Linked DNA regions of Zea mays: region 2 is linked to region 1. Evidence: chromatin contacts called from public Hi-C data. All regions are on one chromosome and are shown on one strand. Each heading gives the region's core, a stretch centred on a gene start, on an enhancer-like site or on the middle of the called end of the contact. The rest is flanking DNA. Distances are from core to core; before and after follow the strand shown. Region 1 has its middle 38 kb from the start of LOC103652819. Region 2 holds the start of LOC103652819 (leucine-rich repeat receptor-like serine/threonine-protein kinase BAM1).

Region 1 (4,834 bases), core at 1,546-4,045:
ATTACCCACGAAAAATTCCCAGAAACTGCTAATACTACTGTTGTTCACCCACCTGAAAAATCTGTTTTTTTTGGACAGCAACATATCCAGATTCAAACAATGATATCTCCTAAATTATAACTCCGAATCGAGCGCATAAGTACTTGTTGGAAAGGTATGACAAAGCTCTACATGATTATCCCACTGATTCCCACTAATTAACCCACGAAAATTCCCAGAAATCCCTAGAACTACTGTTGTCCACCCACTCAGAAAATCCCTGGACTCGCAAAGATAAACGCATAATCCAATTGATTGCAGCAAAAAACAACAAAAGTTAAACATGAATTCACCTTGGGTTCTTCCCTTCCTCCTTCCTTCTTCCTCCCTCCAAACTCCAATTGAGATCGCAGCCACACGACGGAGAACACGCGGGAGGGCTGCACCTTGGAGGGGGGAAGAGAAATGGGGGGGGCTAGGGTTTTGGGTGGTGAGGGCTGCAAAGGTTTGAGGAGAAAGAAGATGGGAGAGGGGGGAGGGGTGACGTCCAAGAGGAAGGGGAGGGGAAGGGGGCGGCTGCAAAAATCCCAAGGGGAAAGGGGGCGGCTAGGGTTAGGGGAGACTAATGGGCCGAATCAAGGTTCAAGGCCCAACTCGCCCATGTGACAGCTCCCGACCCCGTCGCAAACAACTAACCAAAAAAATCTACTGTCTTACAGGTGAATATTTTCCACAAATTCCAAATTCCCAAAGCGCATCACCCAAATGAGGAAAAAGAACAAAAAGAATAACCTCCACTTCTCCTCTTTGCAAACCGGGTATCACATTTATTCCCTATGTATTAGAACAAACCGAGAGTAAATTGATTATTTTCAGGCACTAAATGAACTCAACTGAAAAAGTTGTTAGCTACAAAGGTGCATAACTCTTTGAGACCTACAAATTTCATTTTAATAGTTATTTCATCCGAGATTGTTCACCAAATTTGACTTTTCAATTTGAAAACTTCAAACGTATTTGTATATGATAAGATGATTTCAAATTTAAAATTTACCAACTTTAAATTTAAATAACTTTTCAAGACCTACAATTTTCATTTTGGTCGTTCCATCTGATGAGGCCATTTGGGATATTCGAATTTTATATTTTTAAAATTCAGACGTAGTTTTTGTTGACAATATGACTTCAAATCAAAAGGTTGCAAACTACAAAACTCTATAGCTTCTCAAGATCTACAAAGTTTGTTTTGGTTGTTTGATCATTTGCTCATCCAACATGGTGGTTATAACATTGTTCACAAATCTTATACATTTCTCTTGTAGTTTCATAAACTACAAGAGAGATATGTAAGTTTTGTGAACAATTTTATTTTACTTTGTCCTATGAAGAAATGACTAAAATAAAAATTATACATCTTGATGAGTTATACAACTTTATAGTTAAAACCTTTTTCATTGAAATTAATTTACTGCTTCAAAATGTGATTTGAAAATTATATTTACCTAGTGTAAAAAGAAAACATTCGGCAAAGAAGAAATTATTTACTGGGTGTCAAAAGAAAACACTCCGTAAAAAAGCTCTTTGCCAAGTGTCAGATAAAAAACACTTGGTAAAAAGCTTATTTGCCGAGTGCCGAAAAAAATACACTCGGCAAAAACTCGTTTTGTCTGCTCATGTCGCTAGAACTAGGTCTTGACTTTTTTTAATGTATGATACTAATTTAGTGATCTCTAAAAATGAATTCCTTATTATGTGAACTGCCTTTGAGTGGTTGCAAAGGTCATGTAAAAGGATTTTATTTTTTTGTTAGTCTTGGTGAGTGGTTGCAAAGGTCATGTAAAAGGATTTTATTTTTTTTGTTAGTCTTGGTTAGAACGGAATCTGATAGCTTTGTAGTTCTAGAATCAACAATGCAGGATCAATTTCTAAAACCATAGCTGAAAATTGAGTTCGATTATTGTCCGTGAACGAAAACCATTTGCACATGCAATTGTTACAATCATTTGTTTCTGCGTGAAGATATGCCATATATATATATATATATATATATATATATATATATATATATATATATATATATATATATATATATATATATATATATATATATATATATATATATATATATATATATATATATATATTATATGCAAAGTGCATGTGTCACACTTTGTTGTAGGGATAATTAATGTAATGTGTACGTCGTGATGGATTACATGCACGCATGTCTTTTCCATAAACATAATTATTATATCATGATGGTAAACTTCTGTTATGCTGTCAAGTAGAAGTAGTAGATCCATGCATGTGAACCGTGATTTTTCTATTAAAAGTACTAATCAAGACGAAGACGTGTAATCGATGCACATGTGGTGTTCTGAGCCATGCACAGTAGATACAAAAGGGGTTAACCCCATGCAAGGAATTGAAAGGGAGCTTCTGCAAAGCGGCGCCTTCTTCCCTTGCCCCGGCCCGACGGTGGAGACGCGCGGTAGTTTTCCTCAGAAAAGCGCGCGAAGAGCAAGCAGCAGCACCACCGCCACACTAGCTACTAGTCGTCCCGGTCAGTGGTCACTAGCTACGGTACTACAGTACTGTGGACAGACGAAAAGAGATGGCAAAGCAGAGAGAGAGAGAGAGAGAGAGAGAGAGAGAGAGAGAGAGAGAGAGGATGGAGAGCCATGGAGGGAACTAGCTTTGCAAAAGCACAAGCAAAAACTAAAGATCGAGAAAGTGCAAGAGAGAGAGGGAGAGACGAACGAGGGAGTACGGATATGATATGCATACGGATACGGTTATACTACGAAACACATATGATACAGGTGCACGCTTTCCGATATGCTCTGTGGGGTTCGCTGGGCCCAATGCAGGAACATGCATGCAGCATGCAGCATGCACGTCTTTACATTTTTTCCCCGCTTTACTTTCCTTTTGATTTGATGAAGCGGTGCGTACGGTGGAGCGATCCGAAGTTGCAGGCTCCATCTTTGCGCATCTCACTTGCTTTTACATTCCGTGTGTTCTTTAGTCACTCACTTCTCTCTCATTTTTACTCTCGGTGATTTCACTTATCGCCATCGATTCTAACGGTTAGCTCTCAATTTATGTGGATTGAGTGGGATTAGGTGAGTTTAAATTCCAAACATGTCAAACTTCTTCTTAATTTTTTCCAGTCTCATCTAATCCATGTTAACGGGAATAACCGAATAAGGCATAAAACTGACAGTGATATAAATATTGCTAATATTCTTTATAAAGTTAATTAAATTTAAATAGTGGTCGGCAAGAATGCTATAGTGAAAAATATTTTGAGGCCGAATAAGAGACAATGGCCAATTTTCACTTTCACATATACACAGAGATCAGTAGTGCCTTCAAGTTGTGATTCTCTACTGTGTAAGTTTGGTTTTTGGATCACTGTATTCGTCTCGCCTTTCCTTTTTCCGAGAGTACCATGCATGTGCTTGTCTTGTTCGTTGCGCTTTTGCGAACTAACAAACGCTTCTTCCAAGATTCCTTTTTGTTTTATTGTTGGGACGCCACTCCACCACGCTTTGCGCGATTGTCGTGCATGCGTAGGATATGGTGAACTATACTAACTACATACTCATGCAACCATGTGAAGCAGCTGTTCCATTGGAAACTTCCTGGGGAGATAAGAAAAAAAAGCTGGACGGGCTACAAATCTACTACTCCCTCTGTTTCGTTTTAGTTGTCGCTGGATAATGCAAAATTAAACTATCCAGCGATACTAAAAAGAAACGGAGGGAGTACCATATTTTTTTTGTTAAATCAGCTTCGAACTTCGTAATAATAATGCAATACTGATGGAGACGTCGACGACTGGACACAGATTCATATATAATAATGCAATACTAATGGGGCGCCCTCAGTTTCAGTCTTTGCGCTGGAAATGGCCGATCATTAAAAAAATTTCTTTTGTCGAAATTCATAGACTTGCGAAACGATCTTGAAATATACTTACTTCACCATGTTCCTGCACCCAAAAAAAAAAGTTCTCCCATTCCCATCCTCTTCCAGGAACAAAAGCACAGCTACCCTACCCAGGTGAGGGCTGAGGGATGTGTAGTAGTACTGTCCATCCCTGCATGGCTGCATGGCGGAATGGGCGCCGGAGTCGGCGGCGCTTCGAGAATCATGCGTGGCAGGCAGCGAGAACTCCAATGCAAGGCAGCTTGCTGCCATCGATTGCCATGACTGAAACACGCATGCATGCATGCATGCAGAGTTCTAGTGTCTGCAATGGACAATGATGAATCCTCCTCTCCCCTGCATTGCAATTGCAAAGCAGCATGCAATGCAATGCTCTAGATCTTCCGGCGACTGGGCGCCGGCGACCACGCCCGCCCGCCCACCACCAACCATACGCATGAATTTTAAGCTGCCCCTCATCAACCAGTCATGAGTCATCATTGCCATGCACCCCCCCCCCCCCCCCCCCCCCCCCCCCGGCCGCGTCGTCCGCCGTGCCTGCCATGCCATCGCCGGACCAGACACAATGATTCGCCCATGATCATCGCCGGACCGGCTAGTCGATGTGGATCGAAGCAACGTACGCACTGTACGCTGTGCTGCAGTGGCACCACCACTGTATGTATCCACTGCACCGCTTGTTGCGCCCACACCAAGCACTTGGTAGTTTGCATGCCCCGCAGAGGGTGCAGGCCGGCCATGCCTGCAGGCTGGCTGCAGCCGGCTGCATGCATCGGCCAAGCTTGGCTGCAGAGCTAGCGATGCATACTGGGCTACTGGCGTCGCAGGCGGCGGTGATGCGTAGTGCGGCAGTGGTCGCGGTCGCGGTCGCAGCCGGCCAGCGGGAAGCGCCACTGGGGTT
Region 2 (4,288 bases), core at 1,612-4,111, 37 kb after region 1:
ATACAGAAACTGGACATGTGAGTCCACTTCTCTAACCCCCTGTTTATGCAGGGATAACTTTATTCAGACGGTCCGAACTTGAAGTTGCATGCATGTGAACTTGTGAAGGTTTCAGCAACATAATTGGCACACTACCTAGATTTGAAATGTATAAAGGAACTCTCCCATGCAGAACGGAAATAGCTGTGGTGGTTTCTACAACGGTAGCTTTATGCAGGAGGTTAGTACGCTAGAGCTGAAGCACACTTCATGAATAAGGTATAAATTTGGTCATTCTATTCCATTCTATTTCCAAAATTGTAAGGTATTGGGTTTTTTGCTTGCTTTCTAGGTTGAAGCCTTATGAACCTTGGGCGGACGGGATGTGGCCTGCGCGGAAGCCAGATGCACCCGAGGTTCCAGAAGCTCCACGCGCGACCGATCGGAGGACGCGGATGGTACGTCGAGGGGGAAGCTAAGCTCACGGTATAACTTTCCAGCCTCAGCACGGGAATCCGATGCAGAGGCGGGAGGGAAGCTAGGAACAAGCACGCTCGACAGAGGAAGCGGAAGGTCATATCGCGGATGGCGTCGAGGGCCAGAACGCGACGTCGGGGCTTCTTTCGTGCTTGAGCGGCAGGAGCGAGGCCCATGAGATGGAGCAGGGGCCCACGAACAATGTGGACGCCCTCGTTCCACTCTTATGCTATTTTATATCTCAGAATGTGAATACTTATGTTTTCTATAATAATCATGGGTCATTTTCACTATCCTGGAAAATTCGGATCTGTGTTCGCCTCAATTCCTGGACCCATCTTTGCAGCTCTATATCTGTTTTAGACCATAATATTTGTTTCAGACTACGTTAGGTTATTATGTGTTTCCGTTGCAACGCACGGGCACTCAACTAGTTACTTTATATTTTAAACAGGAGGTTAGTTATTTAGTTTGACATTTAGTTTGACTAAAGTAGGGGGAGGTATTAAGATGGTGACCAGAATCTATTAAATTGCTAGCGAGATTTTTATGATTTACGTTTGAAATGTTCATAGTTTTGGAAGCATTCAAATAACTAACCTCCTGTTTTTATACAGCGGGAGCTCGCCGGCGGTTTGCCTTTTATGCTACACATCTGCGGTGCAGCAAGGTCACCTCGAAATCTGGCACCGATCGGGATCCTGCTCACCCGCTGCCTGCTGGTGCTTGAGGAGCACTGCACTGGAGCAGAGACGATAGCCGGTGCTCAACTTCAAATGTCATTCGGCTCAAAGATGCACCATTAAAACTCGCTCCGATTGCACCGTTCGGCCATCCTGCGTAGATCCTTGTGACCGGAGGGAGGCGGAGCTTGCCAGCCCTCCTGCATGCTGTCCGTGGCGTGCTGCCGCTGGCCCGGCCGCGCCCGTTCGCGTCATCGCTTTGCCGAACTGGATGGAGGTCAAGCGCGGCGCACCCCGGCACCAGCACCATCGGCCGCTTTGTCTATCTCACCTCCCTTTGCTTTCTTTTCTTTTGGCCCCCCTCCCCAGGGTCCCGTGTCCCAGCCAGCCGGAGCCTTTGAACGCCGCTTTTTAGCCGGCCGGCCGCGCTCGCATCGTCTTGCCATGGCATCGGGCTGCAGTTGCACCTGCCTCCCACTTCGTCGTGGCTATGGGGGGGATGGCAGGGTGATATGGAGGAACCTGTCCTTTCCTTTGCTTACCTTCCTGCCCATTCAGATCACTGAACTTTAGCATCTCTCTTTCTCTGTGAGCTAAGGATAGAGTATTATTTTTTTTAGTTTTGGGTTTAGATTTGTTGCTTCACCTCATGAGTAACCAATCTAAGAGTCTGTTTGCACACTACAGCAGCTCTAGATCCAACAAAAAAACAGATTTACTTCATGAAAAATTAGCCAAGTAATTTAGACGCACGAAAATCTAGATTCGAATAAACATATTCAACATTTTAGTGATGAGTTCTCCACTAAATAAAGTTTGTTAAAATTAATAAAAATTACCCACCTCTATCATCTCTACTAATATAAAGTGTTCCCATGCGCTAGCGAAATAAAAAAAACACATCTATCGGGATTCGAATAAGTACAACTCGTATCTAACACATCTATCGTGGTCTCTAGAAAGAGAGCACTCGTATCTAGAAAGAGAGCACTCGTATCTAACAAGTACAACTGATGTTAGTTTATATTATACAAAACAAAATTATATACGATATATATAAAAATCGTAGCGACACATGAGCAACTAACTAATTTTACACAAGTTACTTATTGGTTCTTCTTTGTTTTCCCAGTTCATTCTCTCTTTCCCTCCAAAAAAAAATTCTTTGCATCCGGAATGCAAAGAAACACTTTTACAACCCTCACATCGATCTATCATCTGTTAGTCCATATATATAGAAAAAAACAAATTATTAAAGAGTTAAGTTGCAAATTTTTGATTTGTTTTGTGGAACTTCACGTGGTGGAAGTGAGGTAATGCAAAATAGGGTGCTTCCATCATCTTACTCGTGTCTTAGGACGCAGATGATGTTTGATTCGTGCGTGCCATGGCTAAGGTTTCATCGTGACTGCGGCGGGCCGCGTAACTCGTAGGCTCGTAGCAATGCGACAAACCCAGGAGTGCAGATCTCCCCGATCCATTTCTTTTGTTTGCGCCATAATCATTACCGAAACTCATAGGGCCGGCTCACGTACGTTGATGCCATGGAGACCGGAGTGCATTCCTCTTTTCGTGTCGGGCGACGATGCCATCATAATTCAAACAAAGCCTTTCCTCCAAATACCCTCCAAACCAATGGCACAAAGATTTGAACGAACCAGAATACAACCCCCTGCCGAAGGGACCATGCATGTCCTTGGAGAATTCAAAGCTAGAAACTCCCTACCACAGTGCAAGCCACTTGCCACCTTTGCCATGGCTGCTTCCGTCTCCTCCCAAAGAAAAAGCAAAAGGAGATGAGATAGCGAGCAAGAGGATCACCACTAGCACCATTGAACCAGAGCAGCAGAGCGACGCACTAGCTAGATAGATCAGAGTAGTACGTTGCTCTGTAGTCTACTAGACACCCTTCATCCAGACGCCATATATATCTCAAAAGCCAACCCCCCCTCCCCTGCCTTGCAGTTGCCACAGCGAGCGAGCGAACGAACATATTCCCCTAGATTGCTCTCCTGACACTATCATCTTCCACCTCCCAGCTTCACTCTCAAGCCTCCACTCCATCTTCTTGTGAAGCTTCTCAAGATTCTCGCATGCCTTTACTCCTCCTCTCACTCACTCTCGCCAGCTTGCTTGCTAAACAACCTCCAACGCCGACGCCAATGCCGACAGCTCAACTCCTCTAACTAGCCTCCCGCCGCAATTCACAAGCGCCCGGAGAAAGAAAAAAGAAAGAAACATTGGAGGCACCCCCCGATGAGGCCTTCGCCACCTCTGCTCCTGCTCGTGCTCCTGCATTTCGCGCTCCTGTCCACCAACGCCAATGGGAACGGCGACCTGCGCGGCGACGCGATGGCGCTGCTGGCCCTCAAGGCCGCGCTCAGCTGCCGCCCGGGCGCGCTGCGGTCGTGGTCGGTGGCCAATGCCGGGTCCGTGTGCGCGTGGGCGGGCGTCCGCTGCGCGGCCGGGCGCGTGGTCGCCGTCGACATCGCCAACATGAACGTGTCGGACGGCACGCCCGTGTCGGCCCGGGTGACGGGGCTCGGCGCGCTCGAGACCATCTCGCTGGCCGGGAACGGCATCGTGGGCGCCGTCGCCGCGTCGGCGCTCCCGGCGCTGCGCCACGTCAACGTGTCCGGGAACCAGCTGGGCGGCGGCCTCGACGACGGCTGGGACTTCGCGTCGCTGCCCGGCCTCGAGGTGCTGGACGCCTACGACAACAACTTCTCGGCCCCGCTCCCGCTCGGCGTCGCCGCGCTCCCGAGGCTCCGGTACCTGGACCTCGGCGGCAACTACTTCACCGGCGAGATCCCCGCGGCGTACGGCGCGATGCCCGCGGTGGAGTACCTGTCCCTCAACGGCAACAACCTGCAGGGGCGCATCCCGCCGGAGCTCGGCAACCTCACCACCCTCCGGGAGCTCTACCTCGGCTACTACAACGTGTTCGACGGCGGCATCCCGCCGGCGCTCGGCCGGCTGCGCAGCCTCACCGTGCTGGACGCCTCCAACTGCGGCCTCACGGGGCGCGTCCCGGCGGAGCTCGGCGCGCTCGCCTCCCTCGGCACGCTCTTCCTCCACACCAACCAGCTCTCTGGGCCCATCCCGCCGGAGCTCGGCAACCTCACGTCGCTCGCCGCGCTGGACCTCTC

The links. Hi-C and Micro-C count contacts between places; a contact is called where the count stands out from the background.
Region 2: a contact with region 1 is called in a Hi-C map of ear, with 4 times the contacts expected there. The contact joins the promoter of LOC103652819 here to the enhancer-like site in region 1. A contact is called at or near these places in 7 of 25 Hi-C or Micro-C datasets (ear, endosperm, leaf and 1 more).

Annotation. Positions count from the first base shown.
Region 1 is chr4:11,229,011-11,233,844 of Zm-B73-REFERENCE-NAM-5.0, forward strand. No RefSeq gene overlaps it. Among protein-coding and RNA genes, the nearest start is that of LOC103652819, 38 kb to the right of the region's middle. Within about 2 kb of position 2,796, at least 11 of the 20 cell types and tissues checked have an H3K27ac peak or open chromatin away from gene starts, as enhancers often do. A contact at or near this core is called in ear, endosperm and tassel, where this site is marked.
Region 2 is chr4:11,266,109-11,270,396 of Zm-B73-REFERENCE-NAM-5.0, forward strand. LOC103652819 (leucine-rich repeat receptor-like serine/threonine-protein kinase BAM1) reads left to right here and starts at 2,862. Exons shown (of 2, transcript XM_008679799.4): 1 at 2,862-4,288. The coding sequence starts at 3,396.